Linked DNA regions of Mus musculus: all the other regions are linked to region 1. A link is a contact called in public HiChIP or PLAC-seq and promoter capture Hi-C data. All regions are on one chromosome and are shown on one strand. Each heading gives the region's core, a stretch centred on a gene start, on an enhancer-like site or on the middle of the called end of the contact. The rest is flanking DNA. Distances are from core to core; before and after follow the strand shown. Region 1 holds the start of Mdfi (MyoD family inhibitor). Region 2 holds the start of Treml4 (triggering receptor expressed on myeloid cells-like 4). Region 3 holds the start of AI661453 (expressed sequence AI661453). Region 4 holds the start of Trem1 (triggering receptor expressed on myeloid cells 1).

Evidence for each region. Promoter capture Hi-C pulls out the DNA fragments that hold promoters and counts their contacts. HiChIP or PLAC-seq counts read pairs in DNA pulled down with a chosen protein or histone mark.
Region 2: a contact with region 1 is called in a promoter capture Hi-C map of the HPC-7 cell line. The contact joins the promoter of Treml4 here to the promoter of Mdfi in region 1. A contact is called at or near these places in 16 of 39 promoter capture datasets (the 3T3-L1 cell line, 3T3-L1-derived adipocytes, the C10 cell line and 10 more).
Region 3: a FOXA1 HiChIP or PLAC-seq map of pancreatic cancer cells shows a contact between it and region 1. The contact joins the promoter of AI661453 here to the promoter of Mdfi in region 1. A contact is called at or near these places in 6 of 39 promoter capture datasets (embryonic stem cells, fetal liver, hippocampal neurons and 3 more) and 2 of 115 datasets of contacts at active chromatin or transcription factors (bone marrow-derived macrophages and pancreatic cancer cells).
Region 4: a promoter capture Hi-C map of the HPC-7 cell line shows a contact between it and region 1. The contact joins the promoter of Trem1 here to the promoter of Mdfi in region 1. A contact is called at or near these places in 8 of 39 promoter capture datasets (the C10 cell line, the HPC-7 cell line, HPC-7-derived erythroid cells and 6 more) and 3 of 115 datasets of contacts at active chromatin or transcription factors (the 230-238 cell line, bone marrow-derived macrophages and large pre-B cells).

Annotation. Positions count from the first base shown.
Region 1 is chr17:47,831,661-47,834,652 of GRCm38.p6, reverse strand. It overlaps Mdfi (MyoD family inhibitor), which reads left to right and starts at 1,362. Exons shown (of 4, transcript NM_001276390.1): 1 at 1,362-1,709. The coding sequence starts at 1,634.
Region 2 is chr17:48,262,562-48,265,566 of GRCm38.p6, reverse strand. It overlaps Treml4 (triggering receptor expressed on myeloid cells-like 4), which reads right to left and starts at 1,272. Exons shown (of 6, transcript NM_172623.2): 1 at 1,127-1,272; 2 at 582-935. The coding sequence starts at 1,187. All of the region lies in intron 1 of Gm52308 (a long non-coding RNA gene), which reads left to right.
Region 3 is chr17:47,434,688-47,438,134 of GRCm38.p6, reverse strand. AI661453 (expressed sequence AI661453) reads right to left here and starts at 1,496. Exons shown (of 5, transcript NM_145489.2): 1 at 1,186-1,496. The coding sequence starts at 1,330. It also overlaps a transcript of 1700001C19Rik not described here.
Region 4 is chr17:48,231,273-48,234,592 of GRCm38.p6, reverse strand. It overlaps Trem1 (triggering receptor expressed on myeloid cells 1), which reads right to left and starts at 1,854. Exons shown (of 4, transcript NM_021406.5): 1 at 1,750-1,854. The coding sequence starts at 1,798. Gm52308 (a long non-coding RNA gene) reads left to right here. Exons shown (of 3, transcript XR_003952373.1): 3 at 1-494.

The DNA of each region.
Region 1 (2,992 bases), core at 113-2,612:
CCCGGCCTACCGGCTCAGGTAAGCCGGGAAGAATGCAGCAGCCGCCAAACCCTCCCGCGGGCGCGTCGCAGTGACTCAGCCGCTACCAGGAAGGAGGAGTGCTCCCAAACTCTGCGACGCCCCCAGACAGCAGCCTGACCTCCGAGGCTCTAGGGCGCCAAGTCTCCCGCAGCGAGCATCTAGACGTCCAGGGCGGGACTCCCTCCCGTCCCACTTTCCCCCCAGCGCAGCCACCCCTGCCTATCCCCGGAACGTGGCCGAGGGCGGTGAGAGAGCTGCGGGCGCCGTGGGGGCCACGCGGGTCCCGGCCCCGACGGCGCCCAGAAGACCTACAAGAGCTGTAAGTAGTGACTTCGAGGACTGGGAGGCGACCGAGGGGGAGCTCCATCTTTGGCGTCCCAGCTTTCCTCTCGGTTGTAACGCAGGCTGAGAGGAGGTGTCCTGGCGCCGCCGCCTCCCTAATTAGCTCTGGTGGTGTGGACCCAGACGCCGCCGGGCTTGGAGGCAGCTCAGGTCCAGTGTGAGTCCCAGAGGGACTTCTCACCTGAGAATCACCTCCACGGACCTGCCAAGCCCCACCTGGCTGCCTACAAGCTCCTGGGGTCACTCTGAGGGTCTCCGAGCCCCCCCCCCACTTTTTGGTGACAGTTCCTCCGCACAGCCAGAGCTTACCATACCAGCCGGATCAACAGACTGGCCTCTCCTCAATTCCTTCTACACTCACCCTCGTGTGAGAAAGTTGGAGTGACAGCCTGGTGATGGGCAGTCTGTCTAAAATGAATTCCCGTGTCCAACTGGCACTGGCGGGGATGGCGGGCCTTGGGGGTGTTTTTGGCTGCTATGGGACCAGGAGGCTGATGCGACACCAGCCCAGCTTCCCGGAGAGCCAGTTTCTGACGGACTGAGCCCCTAACTCCAGGCACCCAGCTCCGAAATGGAAATCCAGGACTTGAACAAAGGGCACCAAAAGAACTAGATTGCTCTGATCTTCGGGACAACGCGATTTGAGGGCTACTACTATTCAGACCATTGTCCCAGGATGATTGTGACTTCTTTCTTTTGATATTCTGGAAACTTTTACAAAGTTTAAGACCGAAGGAAAACATGCGGCCCCTTGTGCAAGCCGCGAGGTTCTCCCGGCCCTGGGTAGGCGGAGATCTGGGGAGACTGGAGATCCTGGCTCTGAGCGAGGGGAGGAAACCAGACGAGCTGGCTTCCTGTGGGGGCTCAGGCCTCGGACGCCCCGCGGACAGACGTGTCCTGCCCTGGCAGCAGCGAGTCCCGCACGGGGGAGGGGACGCCTGAGGGGGGCTGAGACAGCGAGGAGGGGGCGGGGACGGGGTGGGCCAGGGAAGAGGGGAGGAGCGAGGGGGCTGGAACGAGAGAAGGAAGAAGGAAGGGGCGATCGGTGGGTGCGAGCTGGCGCTGGAATGGGAGCCAAGAGCGAGTGAGCGGGGAGGGGGCGCGGGCGACACCCAGGTGTCGCATGGCGGGGTCCACGAGGTGACCTGCCTAGGCCAGCAGCGCGCAGCTTGCACGAGTATGCGCTAGGGCACCCACTCCGTTTCCCCACGCACACGCGAGGGAGGCCTGCCCCGCCCGCTGAGCGCTGTTTTCTCCAGGTCCCAGGCCGATGTCCCAGGTGAGCGGTCAGTGCCCTTCTCGCTGCGACGCGCCTCATGGAGTCCCCAGCGCTGCCCTGGACCCAGGTAGGAGCGGGAATGGAGATCGAAGGTTAGACCAGAGTGGTGTGGAGGCTGAGAGAAGTTTTGGGGGTGGGGTTGTTGGTCCTCTTGGAGACGTACAGGCGGATGGCTCCCAGGAGCTTGGGTGGGGGTGGGGATGGGAAGTCTCAGTATTGGGGACCAGGTCCAAGGGGATAAGAGGGGAGTAGAGGGCTAGGGTGAGGAGGCAGGGCCCGGAGCAGGCGGCCATGGCTGTGCAGAGTTGGCTCCAACTCCCCCTAGCCCCAGCTACACACACACACACACACACACACACACACACACACACACACTCCGTGATGTCTGCGATGTCTGCCCATAATATTGGGATTTGTGGCCGAACCATTTCTGCCCAGTGTGTAAATATTTATGAGGGCCTTAGGCGGGGTGTGTGGCAGGGAGGGGGGGGCAGTGTCTGAGTCTCTCTTCTTCCCTTCCCCCAAACTAAGCAGAATGTAGCTGGAGCGCTCTTTGAAAACTTTTGTCTCAGCAACTAGTGGTTAGGAACCTGGCCCCTTCTCTCCTTCTTGCTAGCTGAAATTCCCTCCCGTCAGTCCCTACCCTACCCTATATGGGACTCACGCTGGCACACACACACACACACACACACACACACACACACACAATCTACAACGTAGTAAAATGTCCCTTCCCCCACCTCAGAGGCTAAACTACCCTGATTGCCCCAGGAGCCTACAGACTAAGGAAGAGAGTGTGGTTCCCTGGGGGCACCTCTGCCAATTTAGCCTTCCAACCCCCGGCCCTCACAGTCTAGAGTTTCCTAGAGGCTCATATGGACATCCAGATTCGTTCAGAGTCAGAGTGGCCAGGGTGCAGAGGTGTAGGCCCAGGTTTCCTGACTTAAGCCCCTATTTGGGCTCAGTCAGAGGCCCTGCCTTCCTCCCACCAAAACCAACCTCTCCTTTCCCCAACACTGTCAGTAATGAAAACCCAAGGTCATCCTGGACCTCAAACTCCCATCATGGCCTTGGACACGTTCTTTCTCCTGCTCTAGGCCTGGGTCTCCACCCCCACCTCTCGCCCCTACCCTGAGCCTCCGCCACCCAAGTTTGTCTCTCTGTTTGGGGGATGGTCTTGGCTGCTTGTCTACCTGGCCTGGCCTCTCCCAACTGTAGAGGTGGAAAGTCTCCCAAAACTGAGTGATGCCTGGCCAGTGGAGTCTAATGTGTCTGTGTTCTGACTTCACCAGCCCTAAGACCCTGTTCTGGTAGAGCCTGTAGAGTCTTGATTCAAAACTTAGAATTCTA
Region 2 (3,005 bases), core at 23-2,522, 430 kb before region 1:
GTCTGCCTAAGTAAGAAAGCAAGTAGGAGGGCTGAAGAGATAGCTCAGCCATTGAGAACACAGATTCTTGCAGAGAATCTGAGTTTGGTTCCAAGCATCCACATTGAGTGGTTCACAGCAACTTATGACTCTAGCTGCAAGAGGCTCCTAGTCGCTGGTTTCCATGGGCACTGGCACACATGTGGCATGTGCCCATGAGTGCACATAATTTAAAATAAAAACATTTCAACTTTTTTTTTGAGACAGAGTCCCACTATGTAGCTCTGGCTGGCCTGGACCTCACTATTTAGACTAGGCTGGCCTCAAACTCAGATCCACCTGTCTCTGCCTCCCAAATGTTAGGATTAAAGTTACACAATGCTAGTGTAAACTAACTAAGAGTCAGAGAGAGACTCCAAGTGCCTACCCCATGAAACCTAAACATTCTTTCTCAATGAGGAGCCAAGCATGACCGAGATGGGAAACTGTCTCTCCTCAGTCAGATCAGGTGTCAAAATTAGGGGGTCACAAAGAGAAGGGATCAGGGATATGTATTGTGCTTGGTCTGTAGAAGAGGGTTGTATCCCCAAGAAAGGCCTTACCTGGCGACACCACCAGGCTGATGTTTCTGAGAACAGTTACTTCTCTGAGGGAAGGATAATATGGACCACACCAGTAGAACGCTGAGTCATCCTCTGTTAGTTGAGTCATGGTGATGTTGAAGAAGCCAGCTTCAGGATCATCCCAGATTGTGTGCTGTAATTCCCTGGCTGCTTTCCGAGGCTCAGAGGTAGTGACCACTCTCGTACATTTACTTGGGGCTGTTTGCCGACACCACGTTTTCAGCACATAGGACTCCTCCTTAGGCTTGTATTGGCACTGCACGGAGAGGCTCTGTCCTACCATTCTATGAAGCTCTTCAGATACTGTGGACCCCCAGACACCTGGACAACAAACTGTCAGGTCAGAGGTCAGAGCTCTAGCTGTATGCATTCGTTTCTGGGGCTAGGGAAGCCAAGAGGCAATGACTTCCAACACTCAGACGCACAACATGGCCCCAAAGCCAGCCCTGGTCACAGGGTCAGCCTGGTTCCTTGTCCTTTTATCTATCCCACCTCTCAAACCCTTGTACAGGGAATCATCTCACCTGAGGCCAGGAACACCAGCTGCACAGGGACCAGGAGCAGTTGTGAGTACCTCCAGGCCATACCAGTCCAGATTCTGTCAGTAGAGGAGAGGAGAAAAGGAGGAGACCTCTGAACTAGGCAAGTCTTCCCCTAAGTCTCATCATCTGTGAGATGTAAGAACCAAGGAAGATCAGAGCTTTGATTGGGGAAGTAGCCAGTCTGGGAAGGCGGGCTTATGGACCCATAAGAGGAACAGTGGCCAGGCCTGGACTGGGGACTCCTAACTGCAGGGTCCATCTCGTGGTTGACCTAGGTAGATAGGTTCTGTGGACACATGAGAGGAACAGTGGACAGGCCTGGACTGGGGACTCCTAACTGCAGGGTCCATCTCTGGCCCTCACTCTTCACCCCTGCTCATCCGTGTCCCATCTCAGCCATTCCACACCACCCACCAATCACACTCCTCCATTATTGCTACAAAAAAAAAAAAAAAGAACATTGTAGAAAACAATATGAGAAGTAAGAGGCCTGTTCCTCTTTTCTTTTTCCCTGAGAAAGGTCAAAGGTCCCTAGAGGTGTGCCCAGAGTCCTGGGAATCCCCATCACTAAGATAAGTCAGGGCCCTCACCTCCAGTATGTTGTCATCCTGGAAGGTTTGTAAGCCACCAGACTCCAATGCCAGAGTGTAAGGATGGTCCCTTGGAAAGGGGGAAGTGGGGCTACTGGGAGGTAGAGAACAATGAGAAAGAATTGTCAGAAGGGAAGTCAAGAGGGAGGGACCTCTTAAGGGTGAGAAAGGAAGCAAGGGAATTCATGACCATGTTAAAGGACATGTGAGTGGGAGAGTGAAACCTATGAGAAAAATTATCTCTCATTAACATCTCACCTGCAAAACTGTGTGGAAGAAAGGGTGACCCAGGCTGGGTCTCCAGGGTTTAAACCTAGCTCGACCAGAAAACAGGCTGCCTTTCACGGTCCCACAAACTGTCAAGATCTGAGAGACTGAAAGTGGAGTCAACAATCAGTAGCAACCAGTTAGGGAAGGTATATGCACACCACATCAAGGGAACCTCAGTCTTTCACTGGCGAGCCCACAGTAGCAGCTGGGATACCACTGGCTATCAGAACACCTAAATTCTTATTGGTCTTCATGCATCTGCTCCACTCCCAGGGACTCTAGGGACCTCCTATGTAGCAGTTGATGGATGGCAAAGCAAAGAATAAAAAAATCTAATGGCCCTGCCTTGTACTTATGAGGGAACCAGAAGTGTGGGATATAAACGTCATTTGTTTGAGTTGGTTTGCAGAGCTGGAAATCAAACCTAGAGCCTTGTACATGCTAGTAAGAAAACAGCTCGCCATTCCACCAAGCTACATCCCCAGCCAAAGCTTTAGTTATAAACTCAATCTTATCTTCCCTGAATTACTGAACCGAAGTATTGGAATCAAATTTTATTTTTTCTAACGTCGTCACACAAGAGACTGAAGCAGTTAAGAAAAAGCATGTGTTGCTTTTGGAGAGGGCCAGGGTTCAGCTCCTGACAACCATGTCAGGGGGGCTAACAACCACCTCTTACCGCAGTTCCAGGGGATCTGACGCTCTCTTCTGGCCTCCTCGGGCATCCATATGAACAAATCCACACAAAGATACATACACTTATTCATAAGTAAAAACAAGTCTTACACTACACAAGATATTTAGGAAAATACTTTCTTCTTCATGGAGAACATTGAGATGCGTCATTATACATTTGTCAGTATCCAGAGAGTGCAAGACACCAACAGCAGATCCCAAAGAAGCTAGTCTGAGCTGATGGTGCCATGTCAGTGTGAGTTTACCCAGTGTAGCAAATGCACACTGTTCTGTAGGGACAGTGCTGTAAAGGGAAGATCTGTGCA
Region 3 (3,447 bases), core at 247-2,746, 400 kb after region 1:
TATCTTCTTTGCCTAGACACGCCCCCACTTGGTCCTGCTCTCTTCCCCATTACTGAAACCTGTGCTCTGTCAGAGACAGCCTTCCCTCTCCACTCTGAGGCTAGGTTCCCCTCAGAAATGCCTCTTCTCTTTCTCATGCACCTAAAGGCTGTCTTCCAGCAGAGGCCCCCAAAGGGCAGGAGGGCATACTCTTAGTTTTGCTTGCCTGCTGGTGAGAGATCTTTAGGTCAGGGAAAGGTGACATCTTGTTCTTGCCCTGGCCCCCAATGTAATCATTTGGGTGTTGAACAGAACTCCAAGTACCATAAAGGTGATGAGGAAGGCAGGTAAAACTAGGGAGTGATTGGTGACACACCCCTGTCTCCCACTTCAGACACCAGAAGCATGGATCAAAAACAAGAAGTGAGTACCGTTCCCCCATTTTCCCGGGGTTCCCCCCAGTTAAGAGTGTATAAACTGGAGATTGACAAAGAGATAGGAGTGTCCCATAGCCGGAGCTGGGGAAGGGCCAATTTATTTCCAGTAGTTTGCAAAGACACACCACCCTTGATTCAAAGGGTCCGCACTCTCCTCTGTCCCACCTCTGACTCTTCAGTCCGAGACCATAGACAACCCAGATCCAAGAGGACCTGGGCAAGAGCATGTGACACTCAGCCCCCTTCCCTCCCCACCCCCAACCAAACCAAACAAAGCTAATTTGATGTCGCAAATGGCTGGCAATCTGCTAACAGTGGCCTGCTCGCTGACTTTCCTTTCTCAAACAGAACGAACGGCAAGGGCACCTGAGGCAGGCTCTCTCTGCGGGACAGAGGAAGCGGAAAGGACTAGGGACAGACGTCTAGATCTCTGACTCAGAATGCGGATATGTGGTAGGAGACACAGCAAAGACAGCCACACAAACAGAAACCCTACCAAAGGTTATGAAGGGAGACAGGGAACGGCAGGTGAGGGCGGCAAGGATCGGCGGCCTCACTTCAGGGGTTCCCTGCACCTCTCTGACTCGGGCTGCCGCGCCTCCTTCCCCTTCCCAGCATCTCCTCAGCCGGTCCACAGGTTCCAACGTGTCCCTGCCCCAGCCCGCTTTCCCAGCGCCCAAGTGACGCCAGAGCCAGGAGGGAAGAGGCGCCACGGGGAACTCTCCCTTGTTTTTTTTTTTTTTTTTTCCCCCAGCCGGGGTGCACTCACCAAAGTCCCTGGTTCCCTCCTCTTGGGCCTCGTGGGTGAAAATCCAGGGTGGATTGGTGGCGTAGAGGGACGTGGTGGAGGGGTGGGCGTGCTTCTTCCCAAAGAGTTTGCTGAAAGTGCCCTGCATGGTCTGGTTCTTTTTCATGCTGCTGCAGGCCGATCTGTCCCCGAGGGAAGGACCTTCCGTCCCTAGGCCTGTCCTGCTCCAGACTGAACCCCGCAGCGTCTTCCCAGGGGACACTAGCAGGCCATGGTCCCCAGCCGCGCTCCCCGCCCGCGCACCCGGCGACAGGTGGTGCGGGCGCCGCCGCCGCTCGCCTGGAAATGCGAGCTACCTGGACAGGTAAGAGGCTGCCGCCCGGAGCCGGCCCCGCCCCGCCGCCCAACTCCCCGGGCCACATTCCTGCCTCCTTCCACAACAGCCTATTGTTGGCACCGTGCGCTGCGCGGAGGACCTCGCCCGGCCCACGCCCTGCTGGGGAGCAGAGCCGCCCCCTGCCGCGGGTTCCCTACCGGCACGCCCGATCCACCCCCACTTTTTTTTTTTTTTTTTTTTTTTTTCTGGACCAGGAAAAGCCCAAGGCGAGTTCCTTGAGTCTGTGAGCCCTTCCTGAGCAGATCAGGGTGGACAGTTTAGAAATGACTTGCATCCCAGAAAAGTACCTGCCTGGCCAAGCTAGCATGGCCCAGAGCATCCCGTGGGCCCTCTGACATGTGTGAGGGAGACTTCGATGAATACAAATGATGAATACACAGGAAGTTAGAGGCCAGGTAGAGTTAAGAAATTTCTGCACATTTTTTTTCCTTTTTTTTTTTTTTTTGTTGTTGTTGTTGTTGTTGTTGTTGTTGTTGTTGTTGTTTTTTTGTTTTTCCGAGACAGGAGTGCTGGGATTAAAGGCTTGTGCCACCACCGCCCGGCTAATTTCTGTACCATTTTTTGTTTGTTTGTTTGTTCGTTTGTTTTTGGTTTTGTTTTTGTTTTCGAGACAGGGTTCCTCTGTATAGCCCTAGCTGTCCTGGAACTCACTTTGTAGACCAGACTGGCCTCAAACTCAGAAATCTGCCTGCCTCTGCCTCGAAAGTTCTGGGATTAAAGGCGTGTGCCACCATCGCCCGGCTAGTTTCTGTACCATTAGAGAACACAGGAAGAAACTATCCTCATGGTTAGGCCTCCATATATATTAATATACTAATATATTAAATATTTAACATATTCAATATATAATTATTTTATATATTTCATATTGTTTCTTGTTTATTATTTATATTGTGTATATTATTAATATATTAAAGATAATATATTTAATACATTATATAGTGTGTATATTAGAGAGACCCTGCCATATATGTCATATACATACATGTATGTATTATGTATGTATGTATGTATGCATCTATCTATCTATCTATCTATCTATGTATGGCAGGGTCTGTCTATTATGTAGCCATTGCTGTCCTGAAATTTGTAGACCAGGCTGGACTTGAACTTATGACTATCTCAACTCTGTCTCCCAAGTGCTGGGATTAAATGCTCAGACCACCAAGCCCGATCTTAATGTATATTTCATGAAATAAAATTTAGTCTTTGGCAATTTCATACATAAACAATGTGTCTTGAGCATATCATGCAGGCTATCCCTCTCCCACTCTTCCCTCCCATCCCTTTCTCCTCTTCATCATCCCTCCCCGCCCCCCTTTAAATCTACTGGGTCTAGTTAGTGCTGCCTATCAGAAAGTTGACTGATCTCATTGGCCTGAGCCTGTATGGATAACCACATTGTAGTCTGTTTCAGAACACAATGACCACGTCATGCCCTGAACACAGCTCTAGAAAATTTGGTATTTTATAGACACCAGATTCTTCTCTCCTGGAATATTCTTTTGAGACAAAATGTTACTTTGTAGCTCTGGCTGGCATGAAACTTTCTATATAGACCAAGCTGGCTTTAAATTCATAGAGATCTGCCTGCCTTTGCTCCCAAGTACTGGGATTAAAGGTATACTGCATGCCTGACTATGAATGTAATTTTTAGAAACCAGATTTGGGGGGGCTGAGGAGATGGCTCAGAAGTAAAGAGCCCTGGCTGTCTTTTCAGTTCCAAGCAACCACGTGGCAGTGGATAGTGATCTGTAGTTCCGGTTACAGGGGATCAGATGTGTGCACTGCACACACACAGGCAAATACTCATACACATTAAAATTTTATATATATATATATATATATATATATATATATATATATATATATATTTTTTTTTTTTT
Region 4 (3,320 bases), core at 605-3,104, 400 kb before region 1:
TAAATGAATTACATCTGTGGGATCTAATGGACTGTCCACATCTAAAGCATCATGGGGGAACAGAAGAAAAAAAAACATTTCAGCATGAAATAATATTATTCAGATGGCTGGACATAATGACCCACACGCCTTTGATTCAGCACTAGGGAGACAGAGGCAGAAGGATCACTAGGTGAGTTTGAGGCTAACCTGGTCTACACAGACAGTTCCAGAACAGCCAGGGATATATATAGAGACTCTCTCAAAAATACATGGATTAGTTGGATCTTCTGACCTAGTAGTGCCCATCTGTAATCCAAATACCTAAGAAGCTGAGGCAGGAGGATCACCAGTTCAAAGACAACTTGGTTATAAAGTGAGACCCTGTCCTACTCTGTCATTGTTCCCATCCATGGATCTGTATGTCTCTAACATCAAAATGAACAGAGTCTGGGGAGCAGCTGCCTGGCAGATGGGAGGTCCTGGGTTCCACCCCCAGGACTGGAAAAAAAAAAGCAGTTAAGAGGATTTGCTTCTCTTGCAAAGGACAAAGTTTTGGTTCTTAACACCTACGTGGCAGCACACAACCATTGGTAACTCCAGTTCTATGGGAATCTGATGCCACCTTCTGGCTTCCTCAGGTACCAGACATGTATGTGAGACATATACATGTATGCATGCAAACACGTGTGCATATAAAATAAAAATTATTTTTAAAAGAATACAGCCATAAAAAATAAAATAAATTAAAAAAAAAAAAACCAAGCATAGAGCGCCTGCCTCCCTAAGTCACCCTCCTTATAGCTCAGCTCATCGGTCTCAGGGTCTGAGTTTCTGAGCGCAGGTGAAGCCTGGCCTATTTGACAGCCATATGCTTTGGAACAGTGGTTTTCAACCTTCCTAATATTGCCACCCTTTAATACCACTCATTAAATTGTGCTGACCCTCAACAATAAAATTATATAGTTGCTACTTTATAACTGTAATTTTGCTACCGTTTTGAATCGTAATGTAAATTTCTATTTCCCAGTGGTGGTCTTAGGAGATGCTTGTGAAAGGTCATGCGACCTCCATCCTAGGAGTCGAGACGCACAGGTTGGGGGCCACTGCTTTAGAGCTTCAGGGGGTTAGAGAGACCCCTCTGTTGGCAAAGCACTTGCTGCCGAGGCGTGAGGAACTGAGTGTGATCTCTAGCGTGCGTGTAGAAAGTCTAGTGCAGCTGCACACACTTCTGCTCCAACAGCAGAAAGGGAGAGACAAGTGGGTCCTTGAGGTATACTGGCCTAACAAATAAGTTAACCCAGGCTCAGTGAAAAACTCAAGAGCAAGGTAGATCCAATGCGCACTTTTAATATCTGTAGGTAATCAGGATGCAGAAGCAGAGAAGCTGGGCTAGATAGAGGTCCAGCCTGGACTACATAGCAAGTTCCAGCCATACAGGCTACATACTGAAACCCTGTATCAAAACAAAAACAAAAACAAAGAAAAGAAAAGAAAACAAAACAAAACCAAAAGAGCAGGGCAGTAGTGGTTCACACCTTTAGTCCCAGCACTCGGGAGGCAGAGGCAGGCAGATCCCTAAGTTCAAGGCCAGCCTAGTCTACAGAGTGAATTCCAGGACAGCCCTGGCTACACGAGAAACCCTGTCTCAAGGGGGAAAAAAATAAGGAACACACACACACACACACACACACACACACACACACACACACACGGCTTCTAATTTCGAGTCCAGAGAGACCACCTGCTCCCATCTCCCGCTTGCCTTACCTGAGACAAAGAACACGCACAGCAGTCCCCAGAGCCCAGCCTTCCTCATCCTTCAAGCTCAGCTCCAACGACTGCCTCTGTGGGCTGCTGGGACAGCTAGAAGACACCCTTGTACCCAGACTCTCTGGAAAGTTTCACAACAGGATGTGAGGCCATTCCTGGGAGGTAAGGTACTGTCACTGGCCACCCTGCGGGCTGACATCAGTAAGGAAGTTCAGGGGACTGTGCTCAAACCTCAGTTAAAGCTCTTGGGACCTCAGTTTCCTCTTCTCTGAAAATTATTTTCTTTTGTATTGTAATAATTTTGTGGGAGGGGGGATGGGTAGAATCCGCACCCCACCCTACCCCAGCCCATTTAGCTCCTGAGTAATTGAGACAGAGGCCTGTTGGATCTTTCCAACAAGCTTTAAAGCACTAGAACTGGGCAGATATTCACATTTTTTAACCCTCTATGCTATTTCGCTATTTCCCAGCCAAAGTTCCTTGCCATTCGGTCCTGCCTGGGCTGCTTCTGCTGTAACTGTCTGTCTTCAGGGCAAGCTTTTCTTGGCCACTTGCTCATGATGCATCCTGCCTCAGGCTGATGACCCCTCTCTCTTCTTTCTCCCTGTGGTCCCTACCTGTACAGGCTAGTTTTGTGTCAACTTGACACAGCTGGAGTTATCACAGAAAAAGGAGCTTCAGTTGAGGAAATGCCTCCATGAGATCCAACTGTAAGGCATTTTCTCAATTAGTGATCAAGGTGGAAAGGCCCCTTGTAGGTGGGACCATCTCTGGGCTGGTAATCTTGGTTCTTAAGAGAGCAGGCTGAGCAAGCCAGGGGAAGCAAGCCAGTAAGGAACTTCCCTCCATGGCCTCTGCATCAGCTCCTGTTTCCTGACCTGCTTAATTTCCAGTCCTGACTTCCTTGGTGATGAACAGCAGTATGGAAGTGTAAGCCAAATAAACCCTTTCCTCCCCAACTTGCTTTTTGGCCATGATGTTTGTGCAGGAATAGAAACCCTGACTCAGACACTACCTCAGACACATTCCCTTCCCCCACACACATTCCATCTCCCCACACACACTCCATCCCCGCCACACACACTACATTTGCCCACATACACACTACATTCCCCCCCACATACTTCATCCACACACACACACTTTATTCCCCCACCCACACACACTTACTTCTTCCCCACACACACATAGACACACACTCCATTCCCTGAAGGATGCACACACAGATACCACACACACGCACTACTTTCCCTTCCCTGCCCATACAACCTAATGCCCATGTCTGGACACACTCCATCACACATCCTGCCTTCCTATCTCCTCTGCCCCGTCATAGGCTCCAGCTTTTTATTAACCAACCATAGGTGATTGCGGAGTGTTCTTTACAGTACATCGGACGATACAAAGCCCACGTCCGGACTGTAACCTGATCTTGGAGTACAGAACTCAGCATCTGAACACACAGAGCGTGAGACCAATCCTAACACTTTCTGTCCTGTTTTTTGACGGGTTGATTGGTTGGTTTTTTGTTTCGGTTGTTTGTTCGTTTTTTTTTGCACAGAGACTCA